Linked DNA regions of Sus scrofa: region 2 is linked to region 1. The links are chromatin contacts, called in public targeted proximity ligation maps. All regions are on one chromosome and are shown on one strand. The core of a region is the stretch at or near the end of the contact, and the rest is flanking DNA. Distances in the headings are between cores, read along the strand shown.

The links.
Region 2: a contact with region 1 is called in a targeted proximity ligation map of alveolar macrophages. A contact is called at or near these places in 8 of 47 Hi-C or Micro-C datasets (alveolar macrophages, blood, embryonic fibroblasts and 4 more) and 2 of 2 datasets of targeted methods (alveolar macrophages and skeletal muscle).

The regions. Positions count from the first base shown.
Region 1 is chr5:58,090,158-58,094,179 of Sscrofa11.1, reverse strand. ATF7IP (activating transcription factor 7-interacting protein 1) reads left to right here. Exons shown (of 15, transcript XM_003126462.5): 2 at 1,212-2,794. The coding sequence starts at 1,219. Among named protein-coding and RNA genes, the nearest start is that of ATF7IP, 58 kb to the left of the region's middle.
Region 2 is chr5:58,238,019-58,242,040 of Sscrofa11.1, reverse strand. No RefSeq gene overlaps it. Among named protein-coding and RNA genes, the nearest start is that of ATF7IP, 90 kb to the right of the region's middle.

The DNA of each region.
Region 1 (4,022 bases), core at 695-3,194:
ATAGAACAACAATGAAAATATGACATAATAAAATGTGAGATGCAGCTAAAGCAGTGCTTAGAGGGAAATTTATAGCTTTACATGCATACATTACAAAAAAGGGGAAAAATTAAAAATTAATGATTAATTGTTCAGCATGTTTCCAAAGTAGTTGCCCCATTTTATAGCTCCACTGCCATTGTATGAGGCAGCACCCATTATTTTCTTTGATATAGCAATCGTGGTGTGTATTAGGTATTACCTCATTGTGGTTTTTCTCTGGTGACTCATGATATTGAGGATCTTTTCATGTTTATTGCTTATTGGCTATTGGCTATTTATCTTTTAGAGAAGTGCCTGTTCAAGTCCTTTGCCCATTTTAAAATTGTTTTTTGTTGTTACTTTTCAGTTGTAACAGTATTTTATATTTTCCAGATGCAAGTCTCTTATCAGATACATTATTTGCACATTTATGGTTTGCAAATACAGTTGACCCTTGAAAAATGTGGGTTTTAAGGATGCCGACCCTTTCTTCACAGTTGAAAATCCTTGTATAACTTTACAGTTGGCTCTCTGTATCTGCAGATTCAACCAACTGTGGATCATCTAGTATTTTAGTATGTTTTTATTGAAAAAAAAAATCCAAGTTTAAGTGAACCTATGAAATTCAAGCTCCTAATATTCAAGGGTCAACTGTATTTCCTTCTATTGTGAGTTGTCTTTTTACTTTCTTGATAGTAATCTCTTATTGATATGTTTACAATTGTTAATTTAGATATCCTTGGTTGCAGATGTACTCTTCTGTTTCTTAATTCTCCTGTGTTTTTTCCCCTTATCTCTATACCTCTCTTTGATTCTCCTACTGCTTTTATTCTCATACTTTTATTTTTCCTTACACAACTACTTTTTTACTTCATGTATATTTTTATGCTTATGTAGCTCTTCCAGACTCTGAATCTATTAGCTTACTGAGAGTGAAAACTAGGAATTAGTCACTTTTTCCCTAATACTGCCTAGTAATCTTTTATGAACTATATCTATTATCAATTTCATACTATGTAAAAGCAATAAATATGAAAATTAAAACATAGCAAGGATTATGCTTTTTTATATGTCACTATTTCAAAATTACATAAAGTGCTGCTTGCTTAGAAGATCAGTTTATAGTAAGTCTATAATTAGGTGACTTCTGTTTCAATTATTAAACTCTATCTCTCTCTTTCTTTTTAAAGATTCAAAATGGATGGTATAGAAGAACCACAGAAAAAAGTCTTTAAGGCTCGAAAAACAATGAGAGTGAGTGATCGTCAACAACTTGAAGCAGTGTACAAGGTCAAAGAAGAACTGTTGAAAACTGATGTCAAGCTGTTAAATGGCAACCATGAAAATGGTGATTTGGACCCAACCTCACCTTTGGAAAATATGGATTATATTAATGACAAGGAAGAGGTGAATGGCATTGAAGAAGAGCTTTGTTTTGACTCTGAAAAAAGTAAATCAGAGTGGAAAGAAACACCCTGTACCTTAAATGTTAATGTAAAAAACAAGCAGGATGATGATTTGAAATGTGAACCTTTGTTTCCTAATAATATAACTCCTGAACTAGTTTCTAAACTGACTGCTGAACCGTCTTCTGGTGATATAGCCTCCAGCGATCTGGCTGTTGGAGGTACAGGCTCTGGAGATTCTGCCTCTGGAGATCTGGCCTCTGAAGGGTTAACCTCTGGTGATCTCACTTCTGTGGATCCCACCTCTGTTGATCCCGCCTCTGTTGATCCTGCCTCTGGTGATGCTGTCTCTGGTAATCTTGCCTGTAGTGAACTGATCTCCGGTGAAATGGTCACCACTGAACTGGTCTCCAGTGAGACAGTCTCTGGTGAACTGGTCTCCAGTGACTCACTCCCTGGTGTACCAGTCCCTGGTGAATCAGTCTCCACTGAACGGGTCTCCATTGATTCAGCCTCTGATGAGCCAGCTTCTGGTGATCTGGCCTCTGGATCACTGGCCTCTGATGATCCAGCCTCTGGCGATCTGGCTTCTGGTGATCCAGCTCCTGGTGATTCAGATTCTGTTGACCCAGCCTCTGATGAACCAACTTCTGATGAACCATCTTCTGAATCAGGCATTGATCCCACCTTTGAACCAAGTTCTGTGCCAGTTTGTGAACCAGTTCCTGAAACTGACAGTGCAGAGTCCTGTAGCAATAAAAATGATGATTTTCTTGAGAAAAAGGGGGATGATGAAAAGTTAGATCAAATTTTCTCATTTGATGAGAAAAATAAAGCTGATAGTAATATTGATGCTGATGAAGAGGCTCTAGAAACAGATGATACAATTATTTCTTCAGATCTGTCTCCTGAAAAGAAGGTAGAAGAAGATGCCATTACAGAATCTGCTCTTGGAGAGGAGGCTATATCTAGCAGTATGGAAATTGACCAAAGTGAAAAGAATCAAGAAGAAAATTCTTCAGACCTTGCAGAAACGATTAGTGAAAATGTTATGAAAGATGACAAAAATGAGAATATCTTAGAAAATACAGATTCTATGGAGACAGATGAAATTATTCCTATTTTGGAAAAGCTTGCACCTGCTGAAGATGAACTTACTTGCTTTTCTAAAGCTTCTCTCCTTCCAATTGATGAGACAAATACAGATTTGGAAGAGAAGATGGAAGGTTCTTTTGGTTCACCATCTAAACAAGACAGTAGTGAGAGTTTACCAAAAGAAGCCTTTTTGGTCCTCTCTGATGAAGAGGATGTTTCGGGTGAAAAAGATGAGTCTGAAGTTATATCACAAAATGAGACATGCTCTCCAGGTTAGAATATTATTTAAATTTTGATTAGCTTTAATAAACTGCTCAGTAAAACATTCTCATGAAGTTTTAAATTTCTTCTAGTTGCAGAGAAAGTTGAGAATGGTGGTGACTAGTGTAATCTCTTAATTTCATGGATTCTTAACTTCACAGAATTCAGAATTTACAAAGAACCACTCTGAGAGCAGCATTGTGTGAAGTGCTGAGAAGTGAGATAAAATAAGTAAAATATGGCCCTTGCCCTTAAGGGGCCTATAGGCTGGGAACAGAGATAAGGTGAACCAATATAACACTATGACATAGCAATTTCCAGTACATAATTTATCAAAATCCTAGTAATTGTTCTTCTTACCACATAGCAACCAAATACTTTGACTCTAACAGCCTACTGGTTTATTTGCTTCAAATGTAACAAATCTCATTTTACGATTAATTTTCCTGTTGGCATATGATTCTTTTAATAATCTTTGCCAGGGAATGATACCACCATTGCTGGAAGCCAGAAATCTGGAGGCCTAATTATCTGTTTGATAAAGACTTTATCCATTTGCTTCTTCAGCCTTCTTGATTCTGCCCAACCTACTCCCCTCATTCTCTGTATGGTCTCTAATTCAAATCTTTTATTTGATTGTGTTCCTCTCTTTCATTAGATCCTTATTACTTTAGGGTAGTTTCAAACTTGTTATATAAAAAGTGTATAAACTTCGTGATTTGGTCAGTGTCTATCTTTCCCATCTCTCTAAGGAGAGAATGAGAAAAACTCCCAACATCATTCCTATGTGAAACTTTGCTCAGTTTCTTTCAGACTGGCATAGAATACCCTTATGTTCTCATTGTATCACATTTTCTTACCCTCAGAGCCCTGGGAGAAGAGTAACCTTGTAACAAGAGGCATAACATCTGGTTTTTAGTTTGTTCAAAGGGAGAAAAAAAAGGCAGGCCTAGAAGATACAGAGACCCCCCCCATGTCAATTTTTCTTACTAAAAGTTGACTTCATTTCTAAAGAGCATTCTCATTCACTCATTCAACCTATGTGTATAGAAAGGCCAGGATCTTCTTGGCTTGGGGATTTAAAGGTAAAACTTATTATTTGCCCTGAGAATTCTGACAAGAATTAAATCAAAAGCCATTAAATACAAGGTTGTGAATATAGTAATAATGTTAAATTAGTATTCTGGGAGTTTAGAGGAGAGTAACTTTTTGAGAATATACGGGTATTCAGGAAAGCAC
Region 2 (4,022 bases), core at 896-3,395, 150 kb before region 1:
CCAGGTAAGCTGGACTTGGGTTTTAAAAGCACAGACTCAGAACCCAGACAGCTGGGGTCTGTGTATGTGTTCTGCCACCTACTAGCTGTGTTACCTTGGGAGAGTTACCTAACCTCTCTGTGCCTCCATATAAAACAGAGACAATGATACCTACCCCAAAGGGTGGCTGGGATTAGATCAATCAATCAATCTACCTATCTATTTAATCATATATACCTACAGGACAGTAGTATTAGAACAGTAACTGGCATAAAGTAATTGCTCTCTAAATACTACTATAATGATTACCACAACTCTATACAGTGGACATCCTATTTTTGCAGAAGAAAAACAAAATGCATAGGAAAACCAAGACTTAAGAGCTTAGAGCTTTTCTGACTTCCAGTAGTTAAGTCTCTTAACTACTACCCTATACCAGTTAAATGGTGTCAAAGTCACAGCATTTTGTAGGCAGCTAGGGAAATTCTACCAGTTATACAACCGTCAGTCAATCAAAACCATTCAATGACTAGGAATAAAGCCACAGGTCACAAAAGTCCTCCAACCCCTAGCACAGCTTTCGGAAGAGTGTAATAATAGCTAATTTGCCTAGGTAAAGAAATGCCCCAAAGGGATTACTCTTCTGTTGGGCTGAAGTCCAATGAAAAGACTGACAACTAGTCTAAAGGTTCTCAGAAATGCAAATTGCCTACTTGAAATTCCAGGGAATTTAAATCTCTGCGTGGAGCAGTCTTTCTCTGGACTGGAGGAAGAGGTGGTTTTTTTTTGCAGAAGGAATTGGCAGACCCTTGTCCCCTGGTGGTAGGGAAGGTTTTGATGGGGGAGGGGAACTCCAGATTCAAAAATCAAAAAAGAGGGGAGGGAGGAATTTTAGAGCAAAATCAAGTACTGCAGATGAGAAAACACAGACTGTAAGAAATAGATGATTCGTCTGTTTCTCTCTCTCTTTTTTTAAGAGGATAAAAATCAAGAAACTGTGAAGATTCCAGTATACTCAGTAACTCACACATTATGGGAAGAAACAAAACAGTAGTTACTCAGAGTTTACAAGAGAAAGAGAACACAGGGGAAGTCTTGAAAAAGCTACAAGGTGTAAAAGAAGAAAAGTAGTCCAGAAAGTACTGGACTGGAGCTAGAGACATGGTATCTGAACTTATCTGTTCAACAAATATTTATTCCTTGTTACTTTTTTGCCAAGTATTCTTTCAAAAGCTGGTTTTACAGTTTTGATTGGACAGATATGGCCTTTAGGAGATTTAAAAAGCTCGTGAAGGAGGAAAAAAATACAAGAAAACAAACATATACAACTGTAAGATATAGTGCTGCTACAATAGGAAAAAAAAGAGGATGTCATATGAGAAGATAACAGGGTATAAGGAATCTACTTTTGACAAAGCAGTAAGACTTCTTCCAGGAGGTGACATATAAGGAAAGGCTTGAGAGGTGAGGCCTGACCATAAATAGGAGGAACTGGAGAAGGGAGGAGCATTTTAAGCAAGTGAAACAAAAGGTGAGAAGATCCTAAAGTAACAAATGATCTAACAAGGAGGAGGCTTATCTGGATTACTTGACCTCCAGTATAGCTTAAACTACTGTTTTTCTTCCCATAATAATTACTTAAGCTTTGTAAATTTCATAAAAACAAATTTAATTGAGCAACTGACCTTTTATACATACGTTTTGAGGATTACCTTCACCCAAAACCAGTCTTTCTCAGGGTACTAGACAAAGCCCCCCCCCCCCTCACATAAAAATAGCTTTTCCAGATCTACTGGGGAAAAAAATTGGCTTTTTTCCAGGGCTTTCTGCTCTACTGAAACTAAACATGTAAATGATCAATTTAACTCTGGTTTTTAGTTTAGGATAAATGACAGCATTTATGGTTCTGCTTGGGGATGTAGGGGTGAATTTTAAACTGCTGAGTTTTAATTAATCCTTTGTAACCTCACAGAAGCAAAATGTCTGTGATCCTCGTTTGGTAAAAGAGCCTGATACCAAGCACACAAGTAAGACAAATGAAATGCACACGAAACAAGTAAAGAGAAGGATTCCTAAAAAAGCAGCCTGTTATTTGTGCTTCGACATATAATTGAGACAGGCTCAAAAGGCCTTCCGACGATGTGACACGTTGCTCGCTTTGGCCAGCAGGGGGAGACTAGTGAGTCGTCAAGCACCGAAAGGAGACACACCCCGAATATGGTTGCTTATCATCTGTGTCCTCTCTGATTTTTCAAAAACCCACAAGAAGAAAACAAAAAATTCTTCGCAAGAAACGCTTAATATTTAAAAACTGAGATTAAATTCACATGACATAAAATCAACATTGTAAAATGTACAATTGAGTGGCATTTAATACCTCCACGATGTTGTACAATCGCCCCCTCTTATCTAGTTCCAAAACGTGAGAAATGCTTAAATTTGATAGAAAACTTACAGAAGCCCAGCCCTATCCTTTCCTCATTCCGTCACACTCCTAGTTTTGCCTCCACCTGCATCACGTTAGGAATGGTTCCCGCGCATTCTCCAAACAGCCTTCTTCCCTAAACAATTCACAGAATCTGACCAGGGGTTATAATTACACGTTCGAAAACCAAAACAATCTCAAGTCTTCAGTTCTTTTCTCTGGGAATCGCGCAGTTGCAACAGTTAGTATGAGTGGCTACTTAAAAATTCCATACATTTTATGTTTTGTCATTTCTCAACAAAGAAATGAATAAATTATTTTGACTTAAATATAGCTACAAAACAAATTAATCTTTCAGCCTTTGAATTGAAATTTAAAGTTATTTCCATCCAGAGTGAAGATTTAAGATATTTCTAGGTTAAAATGAGAGCCAAGATTTTAAGGGCACCATGTCAATTGGTTTAGATAACAAATTTGAGAAAAGCAGAACTAAATAGTTAATGTAATAAAAGCTGAAGCTTTACAACCTAAATCCACTATTTTATTAAAGAATTTAATCTACTTCAGGGGGCCTTGGCCCAGGGAAGGGTAAAAAAATGCCAAACTGGAAAGCAGGGGGAGGGGAATTGCTGTTGGTGACTCTGGGAAAACAGGAGGGAGGGAAACAGAGGAGCAAATGAGGCCGGATCCGCCCTAACAAAGAGGCAGAAACTGTGTCTCAACAGCCACCAAATCCAGTTCAGGGCGGTTTGAGCCAGTTTCTGAGCTGGATTGAGAACAACAGCCTCGGCTGAGACTTGATGAGGGTGAAAGAGAAAATACAAAATGGATTTCGCAGAGAGAAGTGGATTCGGCCTGGACTCGCAGGAGCCTAAAGCTGTTTCCTGGCGTTGCAAAGTCAGATAAAATATAAGGCCTGGAGCCGGAACAGTGGCCTATTGCGGAAGGAAAAATGACAGAGCACTGCCTCTGTGCCTTGATCCAGTCCGCATTTTCCCTTCTACTTCCCCTAATTGTGGCTGGTAAGGGAAAGGGCCTCAGGGTATCAGTTTTCAGAGAAAGCTGGCTGCGGTGTTGGGGGAGGGGAGGAGTCTGTGTCAAGGGTAGTTTAACGTGTGTGCGGGTGTGGGGGAGGGATGTGTGAGAGGGTCTGAAGGAGAGGGAACAACGCTTCACACCGTGCAGTTCACACCGCCTTTCCACACCTCTGCTGCATTATTGCACAATCTCAATATACACCGCACATAGGTGTCTTGGGAGCGCCCTACATACACTTGGCATTTGTACATGTAATGACCAGGTTCCTTCGGCCCTGTGCATTAACGACCATAAAGACTGTCCACATGCTCTTTTCATTCGTGCCGTAAAAACACATACGAGCTGTACATACCTTCTCAACCAAGAGACCTGGCAGTGTTGGGTAACAGTGGAATGATAATCCTGTCCTCGCTTCCCCTCCCCCAGGTGCCAGAACCTCTGACATCTGATCAGTCCCACCCTCGAAGTGGCTCCTCTGAGCGTCTAACAGTCTGAGCTGTGGTCCGCAGCTGTCGAGGGTGTGCACATCCTGCGGCCAGGTTCGACTGAGAGCTTCTGGGACCGGTTACATCTCCTGACC